Linked DNA regions of Zea mays: region 2 is linked to region 1. Evidence: chromatin contacts called from public Hi-C data. All regions are on one chromosome and are shown on one strand. Each heading gives the region's core, a stretch centred on a gene start, on an enhancer-like site or on the middle of the called end of the contact. The rest is flanking DNA. Distances are from core to core; before and after follow the strand shown.

Region 1 (5,748 bases), core at 1,764-4,263:
TATTAGTACATAAAAACCAATGTACTAAGTCTAGAACCATACCTTCCTGTCGATTTGCACTTCATCCATCATTTGGCATATAATTACTCACTCAATATGTGTTGGTCACTTAATCACCAAAATATACTAGAAATGGCCCAAGGGCACATTTCCCTTTCAGTAATGTGTAAGGTGTAGACCTTTTTTAGAGAATAGAACTATTTATGTGTTGTGTTGATGCCGCTATATATGGATGAGGCAGAGGTTCGGCGGTTTTCTAGACCCGTGTGAGAAGATCTTCTTCTTAATACAATACTCAGGGGCTGTCTTACCCCCCGCAGGTTGAGTTTTTGTTTTGTGATTTCTAAAAAATGTGGTGATGAGAGGTAGTAGTAGGAGTGTTGGTTAGAGCATCTAAGTATCATTTATGTTCAACTAAATCAGTAATATGGTGATAAGAGGTAGTAGCAAGAGTGTCAGAGCTAATTATTTTACAAAGCATGTGGTTGGAAAGCTGGTTACGAAGAATGTCATAGCAGCAACAGATATGTCTATGTGGTAGACAGTACTGACCAGTAGCGTAGATCAGCAAATGTTCTATGAGCCAAAGGATTATGCCCACCCAAACTTGGATCGTCCTACTTAACATTGTGCTAGTTTCGTTAGCATTCATCTATATGAGTATGTGATGAAGAGATATTGAGAAACATAGAGAAAAAGTTTTGGTTTTTTTGTGGGAGGCGTTGTGTACACTATCAAATAATTATTAACATGATAAATGATTATGGAACAATTTAAATATCGGATTAGCATGACCAGTTCATGTAAACCGAAAGGTTTCTTTCATTTATGTAGTTAAGGGATGCGTTTACAAAAAATGGTGATGTGTAGTTTGTTGAAGAATTTTGGAAAAAGTTACAGTATGTAAAGAATACACTACATTGTGTTTACTTGAGAAAGCATACCTGTTTTCGACTGAAGTTATAGCCCGCAGCAATGATCCGATGATTGTAAATAGCTAGGGAACATGCCAAAAATAGCAAGGGGTAAATTAAATCTGTGCTTTGTAGGCTAAGAAATAGGTATGAATAAAGGAAAGTTAATAGTGTGTTTGGGAATAAATATGTTTAGATATCTTTGAAGGGGAACCAGAAATTTAGGAAGGGGCGACGAAGGTCGCCGGCGGCGCCTGGATCTCGCTCCCGGGAGGGACCCCGTCGGGGAGGAGAGATCCTAGGTGTTGTCTAGGCTCGGCAGGCCGACCTAGACTTCTCTAATCGACGTAGAGTCGAAGAGAACCTGAGAATTTGAGGATTGGAAGGCTAAACTAGAACTAGACTAGAACTACTCCTAAATGTACAAGAAATAAATGCGAGATAAACTGATTATTGATTCAATTGTTGATTACAAATCGGTCGTATTCCTCTGTATTTATAGAGGAGTAGGGCTGGACCCGTTACAAACAAACTCCCCGAACTAATTCCGTGAATCTAGCCAACAAACATAGCAAAAAACTCGGAACCCTAATCGTTTCTGCGCGCGCGGACCGTCCGACCTCAATTTGGTGCTCAACACATGTATCTGTATCTTCGTTGTTGTTTGTGAACTATGAAATAATGTCATGCAATGTATTTGAACTGCTAAATGTTGTTATTGGACTGTGATAATGTTTAGGGTCATCTTTTGTTCAAATTATAGAGCGTCAATGTGTTTTATTTGCAAAAATACACATGGCTTAGTTTCTATTTTTATGCCACCGGTTTATTAGGCTAGGAGCTGATTAATCGGTTTATAGATCGATTTATTGATTTGAAACTATTTCGAATTCAAAAGCTGGGTATAAACCGGTTATCGGTCTCGACCGGTTTTCACCAGGTTTGGTGAACCCTCGCCAGGGGCATTACAAGCCCATACGAATCTATACTATACTTAAAGCACCAGTTTCAACGGTCGTCCCACGTCATCTTTTTACAAATAACCCCTCAGTTATTTCAAATTATTCTGTTGCACGCCTATAGATGGCTAAACGGTCGCCCGGTACGGGCTAGACGCCCGCGGACCACAACTCTAGCCCAGGCACGTCATGCCGGTCTGTCCTGCGTCATCTTTTTACAAATAACCTCTCAGTTATTTCAACTTATTCTGTTGCACGCCTATAGATGGCCAAATGGCCGCCCGGTACGGGCTAGACGCCCACGGGCCACAACTCTGGCCCAGGCACGTCATGCCGGCCTGCTGACTGTGCCGGACCAGCCCGTCGGCCCATTCGATTAAATCAACGTAAGATGTTAAAAACGGTGCAGGAGGTGGGGGTTCAAACCCATGCCCTGATGGAAGAAGAGCGGGAGACATTGGGTAAAGTTGTCTAACCAGTAGAACATCATGCTAAGATGTTTTTAATATTAAATATAAATTATATATATGTTTTTTATAAAATAAAAATATATAATCATGTCGGGCCGGACCAGTACTACGGGCTGAGGTTACAGCCCAAGCACGACACGACGTTTTTGGCTCTTGCAAGCATTATGTCGTTTCTGAGACGATATTGGCGCAATGGACTCCATGGTGTTTGAGGTTGATAATTTGATGGAGCAACAATGATTTGTCACACTAACAGTAAAATGAAAGGTTATTTATTGGTTTTAAACATTAGTAATTGATACGAAGTAACATAATTTATATGGAGCACATCCAGTTTTTATTGATGACTGACTTTAGCAATCACTCCATATTTTGATCCATCTTTTTTATAAGTTTGAGTTTATGTGACTTATTTTAGAAACTTGAGTTTACAAACTTTCTCTTATTTAGTCTCTGTATGATAGAATTATATTATTTTATAATCTCTGTTCGTTCAATCAGTCGTTGTGGACTCTCTTTTAATCGCTTATTTCATTGGCCGTGTTGTACCATAACATATTGCATAAAGTAAATAATAACATCAGTTAGCCAAATAAAAAAATATTATACGTAAAGTAGAAATAATCAATAAAAAATTTTACATGAGTATTGTTGTAAGCCGTCGGACTAGCAGCTTACTCGTAACGGTAAAGCCACCGACCCAACTGGTCTCGTAGCCGAACTGCAAGAGGGAAGAGAAGCATCGCATCTCTGAGTCTGAAACCCTAGCCGCCTGTCTCCCTGTCCGGTCTCCACTCGTCCGGGCGACGAGACGACGACGGAGGTATTCCTCTCCACAGCTCCTATTCTGGATTTCCGACTTCCCCACAGCGGATCCTTCGTTGCTCGTCAAAACCCTAGTCCCGGATTGATCCGCTTCCCGTTCGGTTTCTTAATAGGGTTTCTGCGGGGGATTTGTTTGTCGCTGACTCGCCGGCGACCAAGATGAGGCCGGTTTTCGTGGGGAACCTAGACTATGATACCCGCCACTCGGAGCTCGACCACCTCTTCTACCGCTATGGCAGGGTCGAGCGCATCGACATGAAGTCAGGTTGCCCGCCCTTGCTTTTGCCCACCCCTCGTTTTGTCGTCGTGTTCGGTCGATTTAGGTTCGATCTGATCTTATTGTGTACCTAGTCAGCTGTTATATCTTGATGTTTGAATTTCATTGAATTGAAGGAAAAAAAGTGAGGGAATTCCCCCATTCTGTATAAAAAAATAAAAAATGAGGGAATGAGCACGTTTGTACAGTAATTGTTTTGATAAGATTCATCATCCAATAGTGCTGTATTAGTTGTTCCAGTTATTCTTGGTTGATTAGCTAATGATATTGTTGAAATGATTCGTCATCTAAGTTTTGAACACGTTATACCACTAGGAAATCTTTTGCCGTACAGAACTTGGATAGATGTGTTTTTAAACTGGGATTGAAGTTGAAATGAGTAAGATACTCTGATACTTTGCAGCTGTGCTGTACTCGTGTTACATCTACTTCATAAAGAGCACAGACTTGCATGTGTGTGCTGCTCCATGCTAACTGGAGTTGCAGTTTGTGTAATAGTAGGCACAGAAGTTTTAATTTTTACTCTGGCGCAGGAACTACCAGGGCAAAACATAGCTCCCCAGGGCTCCTCAACTCCTGAAATTTCTTCCATTCACTGACCTGGCCACCTTTTTTTCATTTGAAACCATCTGTTCATGTGCCCTGATGCCCACTGTTATGTCTGCTCGAGCATGTTTAGCGGGATTGTGATTCATGCTATGTCATCAGCACCATCATGCCTTACCATGTCACGATAGAAGTATCACCAACATGACAACATGCTATGTTACTACATTGATAAGCAAGAGAGTTCTATTTATGGTGAAGCATGTTCAATGTCTCCGGTCATAATTTCTTACTTTGGATATAAGTTGTTGAACACCATTCTTAGCCCTCATCATGAATGGAGTCTACCACACTAGTGCTCTTCATGCCATCAGAATTATGCAGGTGCAGTACTTTTCTGATTCTTTTAGGTTTGGGTATAATGACGTGCTGAATTGTTATTGTAAAACAAAAGTGGAAATATTCTCGTGATTGTTTGGATATTAGTTATTCAATTTTTATTGTCCTGACTTGCATGATTACACTGTAGGCTTTGCTTTTGTCTACTTTGAGGATGAACGTGATGGCAGTGATGCCATACGTGCTCTTGATGGTTATCCATTTGGCCCTGGCAGACGCAGGCTTTCAGTAGAGTGGTCACGGGTAATTCCTTATATTATTTTAACCCCCTACCATTACCCCTAGTGGTAAAGCAGGCTTTGGTTAGCTAATGTTTGTGCTTTATAATTCTGTGATCAGTTCACTTGATGATTCTGATTCTTTTTTTGGTGGTATTATTTAATGTAGGGTGATCGAGCTGCTAGACGTGATGGCAACAAACCAGAAGTAAATACTAAGCCAACTAAAACATTGTTTGTCATTAACTTTGATCCAATGGACACAAGAGTCAGTGATATCGAAAGACACTTTGCACCATTTGGGAACATATCAAGTGTTAGGATAAGGAAGAACTTTGCTTTTGTCCGGTTTGAAACACTAGAAGAAGCCCGTAAGGCTCTTGAAGCTACTCATGCTACGTAAGCCCTCTTCTCTGGAAACTTAATTCTATATAATTGTTTTCACAGTAGCAAGTTCATAAAATAAACAAATTTGATCTTCACCGATTCACTCTGTATTTGGGGTGTAGAATTTCTAAATGTTCTTGTTTTTGCTGTAAATTATGAAGGAAAGCTTGGGGGGGGGGGTGGATGCAAAGTATTTTTGGAGTTTTGAGGTAAAACTATGGTATTGGAGCAGATGTGGTGTTTGGCTGGGGCTAGTGGACTTCAGGGCCTCCCTCCAACATGCCCCTGTTGAGTCCTGACTTTTGCCCTGTTAGACAGGAGGTTGTGTTTTTGTGCGTTTAAAATGTAATCTTTGTGTCGGGTTGTTCCGTGAGGGGCTTCTTTTGCGTCTCAGGTTTGTTTGTACTTCCGTTTCTTCTTAATGAAATGACACGCAGCTCTCCTGCGTTGTTCGAAAAAAAACTATGGTATTGGAGAATACCTAGTATTTTTTTGCCAAGAGGTGTTTGGCTACATTGTAAAAAACTCTGTTTTGAATACCATGATTTTGTAGATACCATGGTATTTTTGGAGTATTTGAAACTCCACTACAACCCAAAGTTTTTGTCTATGACTAGCCTTGCACATGTATACTAAATACCATGGTTTGAGATACTTCTCCAAACAGATATTGCTAAGAGCGATGTAAAAAATACTATGGTTGTGTCATGACATCTTAAAACCGTAGTATTCCAAAACCATAGTTTTGAAATA
Region 2 (5,748 bases), core at 1,109-3,608, 140 kb before region 1:
CAGAGCATCCCGAGACATATTTTCCCAGAGCTCTTCTCCTTTGCCAAGAACTCAAAAATGACTATCAAAGAGGTCAAAGATCAAGAGCAGTTTCATGATCTTTTCCATTTACCTGTCTCTGATCAAGCTTTTGATCAATTTCTGGTGCTCAAGGGGTCTTGGGAGCAAATTGGTCTTAATGATGCTCACGATCGCTGGAAGTACATTTGGGGATCGGGCAAATTCTCGTCCCAGAAAGCTTACAGATCCTTCATGGGCCAGATGCAGACTCATCCTATCTACAAGCTAGTTTGGAAAAGTAAATGTCAGCCTAAGCATAGAGTCTTCTATTGGCTGTGGCTTAAAAACAGGCTAAACACCAGAAATATGTTGAGAAGGAGAAACATGGAGCTAGATTCCTACTCTTGCGAAAACTGCCTTTGGCAAAGGGAGGAGACCCTTTATCATCTTTTCCTCAGATGCAACTTCGCGAAAGCCTGCTGGAACTCAATTGGCATTACCCCACCCAGGATCTCCAACCCTGAAGAGGCATCTGTGAACCTCAAACAACAACTCAACGTTCCCTTCTCTATGGAGATCACTATTCTTATGACTTGGAGCATCTGGAAAAGCCGAAATGAGTGGCTGTTCTCAAACAGAGATCCCTCAGTGCTCCGTTGTACTCAGGAATTTAGTAAAGAATTGCGACTAATCATTCACAGAGCACGGGGAGAATTCGACACCTCAATCCCGAACTGGCTAAATTTGTGGCAAATTTAGAAATAGCTCTTCCTTTTCTTTTTTCTTTCTTTTTCTTTTATTTTCATTGATTGTAAAAGAACCAGGGCCTATCCTTTACTTTTCGATTTCTAATAAAATGCGCAGTAGGGGTTTCCCCCCTCCTGATCCTTCAAAAAAAACATCGAGCACCATGCGCAGTTCCAGCTGAGGTATCCCCATCTCGTAAAGCCTCAGATGCCCATCCGACTCCAACCTCATCAGCTGCATTGATCCTGCCAGCGGCAGCGAGAAGACCTTGTCCGGGAACCCGAAGCTGCCGTTGACGAACGCATAGCAGTTTGGCGTTGCATTGGTTGATGCTGCAGTAGCTTTGAACAGCTGCGTGTAGGCTGCGGGCTTGAAAGAGTACTGCAGCCCATCAAGCTCTGCAGACAGATAAACCCTTGCGCCAGGCCATTTCGTGATCGAGGGCTTCGCGCTGAGGCTGCTGTTCCCCCTGCAGAGCGACTGCCCCAGGACCAAAGTGTCGGTTGGGTTGTCAAAGGACTGCCACGCAGACGAGTTCTTCCGGTCGAAGAGCACAAGGTTTCCTAGGTCATCCAGCTTCATGCCTGCAACTGCAACTGACATGCCGCTGGTACCTGTGCTCCAGATTACTGTGCCGCCACCAGCTTCATGCAGGAGCAGGTCTCCTTCTCTGGTGAAATTCAGGACGGCGCTGCTGCTCACAGGACTGTCGGGGTTGGCAGACCAGATGACTGGAGCCTTGGGTCCCAGAAACACCACAGAGAGAACAAACGAATGCCCATCCGTGGTGTAGAAGCCGAACAAGGTCCTGTACAGGTTTGCGCTGTTTTCAAGGACAGGTCGCATGCTAGCGACCGCTCCGTCCATAGGTATGGCTTCTAGATTGGTAAGTTCCCACGAGTTCGGGGGAGCTGTAGTGGAGAGCTGGCCGACGACAGTAGTGAGGAGAAAAGGGAAGCCAATCACTAGAAGGAAGGCCACCCACATGTTTGAAGTATTGCATGCCCATGGTTTCATTTCATACCTATGGTTTCAAGAAAACCGCCTGCAGCTGGATGTCACAGCTTGATGGTTTCAGGATGTAATGGTAGACCGGCAAATCCCTGCTTTTGTTTGCATGAATTGTTTGGAGTGTCACAGGCCACAATTTGGCAGAACCTCTATCTATCATGTAAACAGCTGAAAGGCAGGGAGGGGGAGGAGGAATCACAAACATGGTGAGTAAAAGTCAGGCAAAGCAATTAAGCTATGGCTGTCAAAGGATATACAATATGAAGAGAAAATGATAGTCCTGATATACTACAAGAATCGACAATTTAATGGAAACAGATTCAATGCTTCTTCAGAACTGTAGAGCAGTTGCCAGCCATTGTTTTATCCACCATGCTTGTTAGAAGAAGAAGAAAAAAAGTGAGGGAGATCTCAGTTACCTTGACAGCAAAATTGAACCGCGGCCTCTGACTCAGGCAAGCAGCGGTGGTGTTTGGGTTTTCACGAGCCGTTTGCGAGCAGGAGCAGGCTGTGGGGATCAGGGAGGTCGCAGTGGTTGGTCATTTCTTCTTCCAATGGCATCAAATAATCATCACTAGTATATGTCCACAGACACAGAGCATCACACTACAGCTGATTAGCTGAATAGTCTAGCAGCACAAAGTTGACTAGTCAAAGTTCAAACAAAGCAGCAGGAGTGTGTTGAATGCTTGGAGACGACGACTGACAGCGACGGCGGGCATACTCACTCCTCACTTTCCCCGATCGCTAGTGGGCTGGAAGCCCCAACAGGGCAACAAGGCAAGAAGAAGCAGAGCCCAGAGGGATTGGACCAGCCTGTGTGATTGATTGATCCATCTTTTCCTCGCCAACCGGAGAGTCACAGATCGCTGGCCTGCGCATATGGAAGAAGGGGGACGGCGGCAAATCCTGGCTGGTTTTGCAAATCCCGGCCCGCAGCAGGGAACCTGTCAGCGAACTGGACGTCCGGTTAGTTGCCATCCTTCGATAAGAACGAAAACGTACATTCACGTTCGATTTAAGGAGCATATATACATATAGTGGAAGGTTTTATATTTGTTACTATACTATACATCGAGTCCAGTTTCACTTTTGGATGAACATGTTACAGTACTATCAAAATTGAATTTAGTTAATAATTAATAGTTCTAGTGCATTCAAACATCTCCTTTTGTGATGAGCGTTTAAATGTTCTAGAGTTACTAGTTAGCTGTTTAAATAGCTAAAAACATCCAAACAATTTAGTTAATAGTTCGGATATTAGCTACTTTTTTACAAATTAACTAATAGGTAGCTAGTTAATCTCACGAGCAGCTTTTTAGACAGCTAACTATTAGCTCTAGTACATTCAAATACCTCCTTATTTGGATCTAGTTTCGGGGTTTTTTTTTGCATCCATAGAGCTTGGTGTTCGGTATTGTAACCGGTTTTCACCGTATACCAAATTGTATCTATTCTAAAATTTGACTCTTTAGTTATGTAAACTAAATGTGCGTTGTAATGATTTTGTTGTTCACTTATGTGATGTATGATATATCTCTAAACCTTGTGTCTATATAATTTTCACCTTTTTACAGGGCGAAGCCAGACAATTGGGGTCAATTTCACTAATCATCATCTAAATGCACTAGATAAGAATATATTTATATAGTATTTTTCCAAAATTTATAGGGGTCAGCTGACCCCAACAAAAGCCCCTGCTTTTTAGATGGTTTGTAATCTATCATGTAAATTTGGTGTATGTTGCCCTGTAAATTTATTATTATAAGTTTGATGTTTGGTTTTTACCAAAATATTAAAGTAAAAAAACAAAATCGAACTTGTCTGCCTTTTATTTTCTCGCAAACCAATCGGTTTCTATTGTCAATAAAACTTTTATACTGAATCGATTTTTTTAAAAAAATTGAATGTGCAGTCCTATTCCTGTGGCTACTTTAAGATCCTTCAATTTTCAACGACAACTAGAATAGAAAGCGCCTTATCGGGCGCTCTATCGACGTGAGATAATTCATCTGAAACCAAGTGGTACGTGAAACCTGACAGAAGACATATCTCAAAATAAAGTGTTTGTGCCTTAAAAAAACTCAAACATTCAACCGACGAAGATCAATATACAAATTAGTAGCGACTAACTTGTTGGTACACTTACAGAAATACTTGGTTCAGATATTTTTTCGAAGGCAACAAACGAAGGCACTACATGTCTGCATCCATGTCATTACTCGTTGGACTTCTGCTGCTTATGTTGCTTCAAGGGATCCTACCGGCATTAACTTCATTAAATCAGGCGCCAACAATAGCGTTTAGCAGTGAGACGGGCCAGGAGACCCGTGCATTGCTACGGTTTTTATATCACATGGATAGCACTTTATATAGAGCAAAGGCGTCTAGCTCCATCTCCCATCTGAACAAGAAGCATTTGTCATTGAGTAGTCCCATAGCCTACAGGCTAGGGACAACAACCATCTGCTACCTATTGACTACATACATCTATGTAGTTGTCAATCTACTTTAGGTGTATTCAAGGTCCATCCTCAACTCAAACCAACACTTCCTGTAAACATAAGCAAACGAGAGCTCCAGTGCTTAGATAAATGGGTCACGAGTTCGAAACTTCAAATCCAACCCTAGTGCTCTCCTTTTTTGCTGCTATTCTAGCCTTTAAAACCTGTATAGACTGAATAACCCAAAATATAGAAAAGATCTTAGTATGCCACGATATTATTATGTAATCTATGAATTTATTACCTAAAATTATGATATCATCGTAATGATAGTATATATATAGTCATTTATTGTAATAATAGTACTTCTATTTAATTATATTGCAAATATTTAAACATATGACACTAGTCTCTATATTATTTGGTCTATTCGGTGGACTGAATAGAACGAACCGAAATTATCGGTCTATTCGAGTTTGGTTCCTAAATTATTCGGATTCGGTTCAATTCTCATTTTTCAGAACCCGAAATTTGAAAAAACCGAATAGACCGAACCGAATTACCCTAATAGACCGAATGCCCACCCTAAATGGAGCGTGCGTGCGGGAAGCATGCGCGAATTTGGACGCTGGATGCGTGCACACGATTTCGGATTGCGAACGCGTGGGAGCATGCGTCCGGTAGGGCCCACAGGTCAGCGCAGGGGCAGGAGCGTGCATCAGGGCTTGTTCGGTTATTTCCAATCCATATGGATTGGAGGGGATTGATACGGATTGAGAGAGATTTTAACTTACTAGGGATTGAAACCCCCTCAATCCCCCTCAATCCATACGGATTGGGGTAGAACCGAACAAACCCTCAGGTGGCAGGGAGCGGACGCACGAAGCAAAAATTCACACTTAAAATAGTAGATAATTGTTGATTGGTTTGTAGATAAGATCCCAACTAACAACTAGTTCACTTTTCTCAAAAAAATAATCTAACTAGTTCACTTGTACTTGACAAAGGGAAGCTAAGGTGGACTACTAGCTATTAGTCCATATATGTTGGTCACCTATTAATATTTTTGTGAAGAACCATAACAAGACAACACAATTAAATCAATATGGTCTCTTCTCCCTTTTGATTTACTCATGATGGAAGAGTTAATCAATAAAGAGAAGGTTATAATATGTGAGAACGCTCAATGAAATGTGTTAATCATACAACACAAGCTTCACTCTTTCATTTCTTTCTTTTAGTTTTGCCGGCGTTTCGGACCCGGGGGGTCCCTGGACCGACGAGTAAATTTGTCGATGTGTGCCCCTGTCCAGATGGGTTGGCGCGAGATGGAACACAAGGGAGAAACGCGGCTCGTATTATCTCGCACCAGGGGGTGTGCTCGTAGTAGGGGTTACAAGCGTTCGAGAGAGAGAGAGAGTGAGCCTGTTCGTTAGCTCGTTCCCCCGCGCGACCCTCCCGCATGAAGGCTCTGGACCTCCCTTTTATAGATGCAAGGAGAGGGTCCAGGTGTACAATGGGGGTGTAGCTATGCGCTAACGTGTCT

Evidence for each region. Hi-C and Micro-C count contacts between places; a contact is called where the count stands out from the background.
Region 2: a Hi-C map of ear shows a contact between it and region 1, with 3 times the contacts expected there. The contact joins the promoter of LOC103641520 here to the promoter of LOC542174 in region 1. A contact is called at or near these places in 3 of 25 Hi-C or Micro-C datasets (bundle sheath, ear and tassel).

The regions. Positions count from the first base shown.
Region 1 is chr10:103,943,320-103,949,067 of Zm-B73-REFERENCE-NAM-5.0, reverse strand. It overlaps LOC542174 (arginine/serine-rich splicing factor 1), which reads left to right and starts at 3,013. Exons shown (of 6, transcript NM_001348686.2): 1 at 3,013-3,166; 2 at 3,282-3,433; 3 at 4,521-4,633; 4 at 4,778-5,007. The coding sequence starts at 3,328.
Region 2 is chr10:104,083,167-104,088,914 of Zm-B73-REFERENCE-NAM-5.0, reverse strand. It overlaps LOC103641520 (G-type lectin S-receptor-like serine/threonine-protein kinase SD2-5), which reads right to left and starts at 2,358. Exons shown (of 3, transcript XM_008664860.4): 1 at 2,178-2,358; 2 at 910-1,926. The coding sequence starts at 1,764.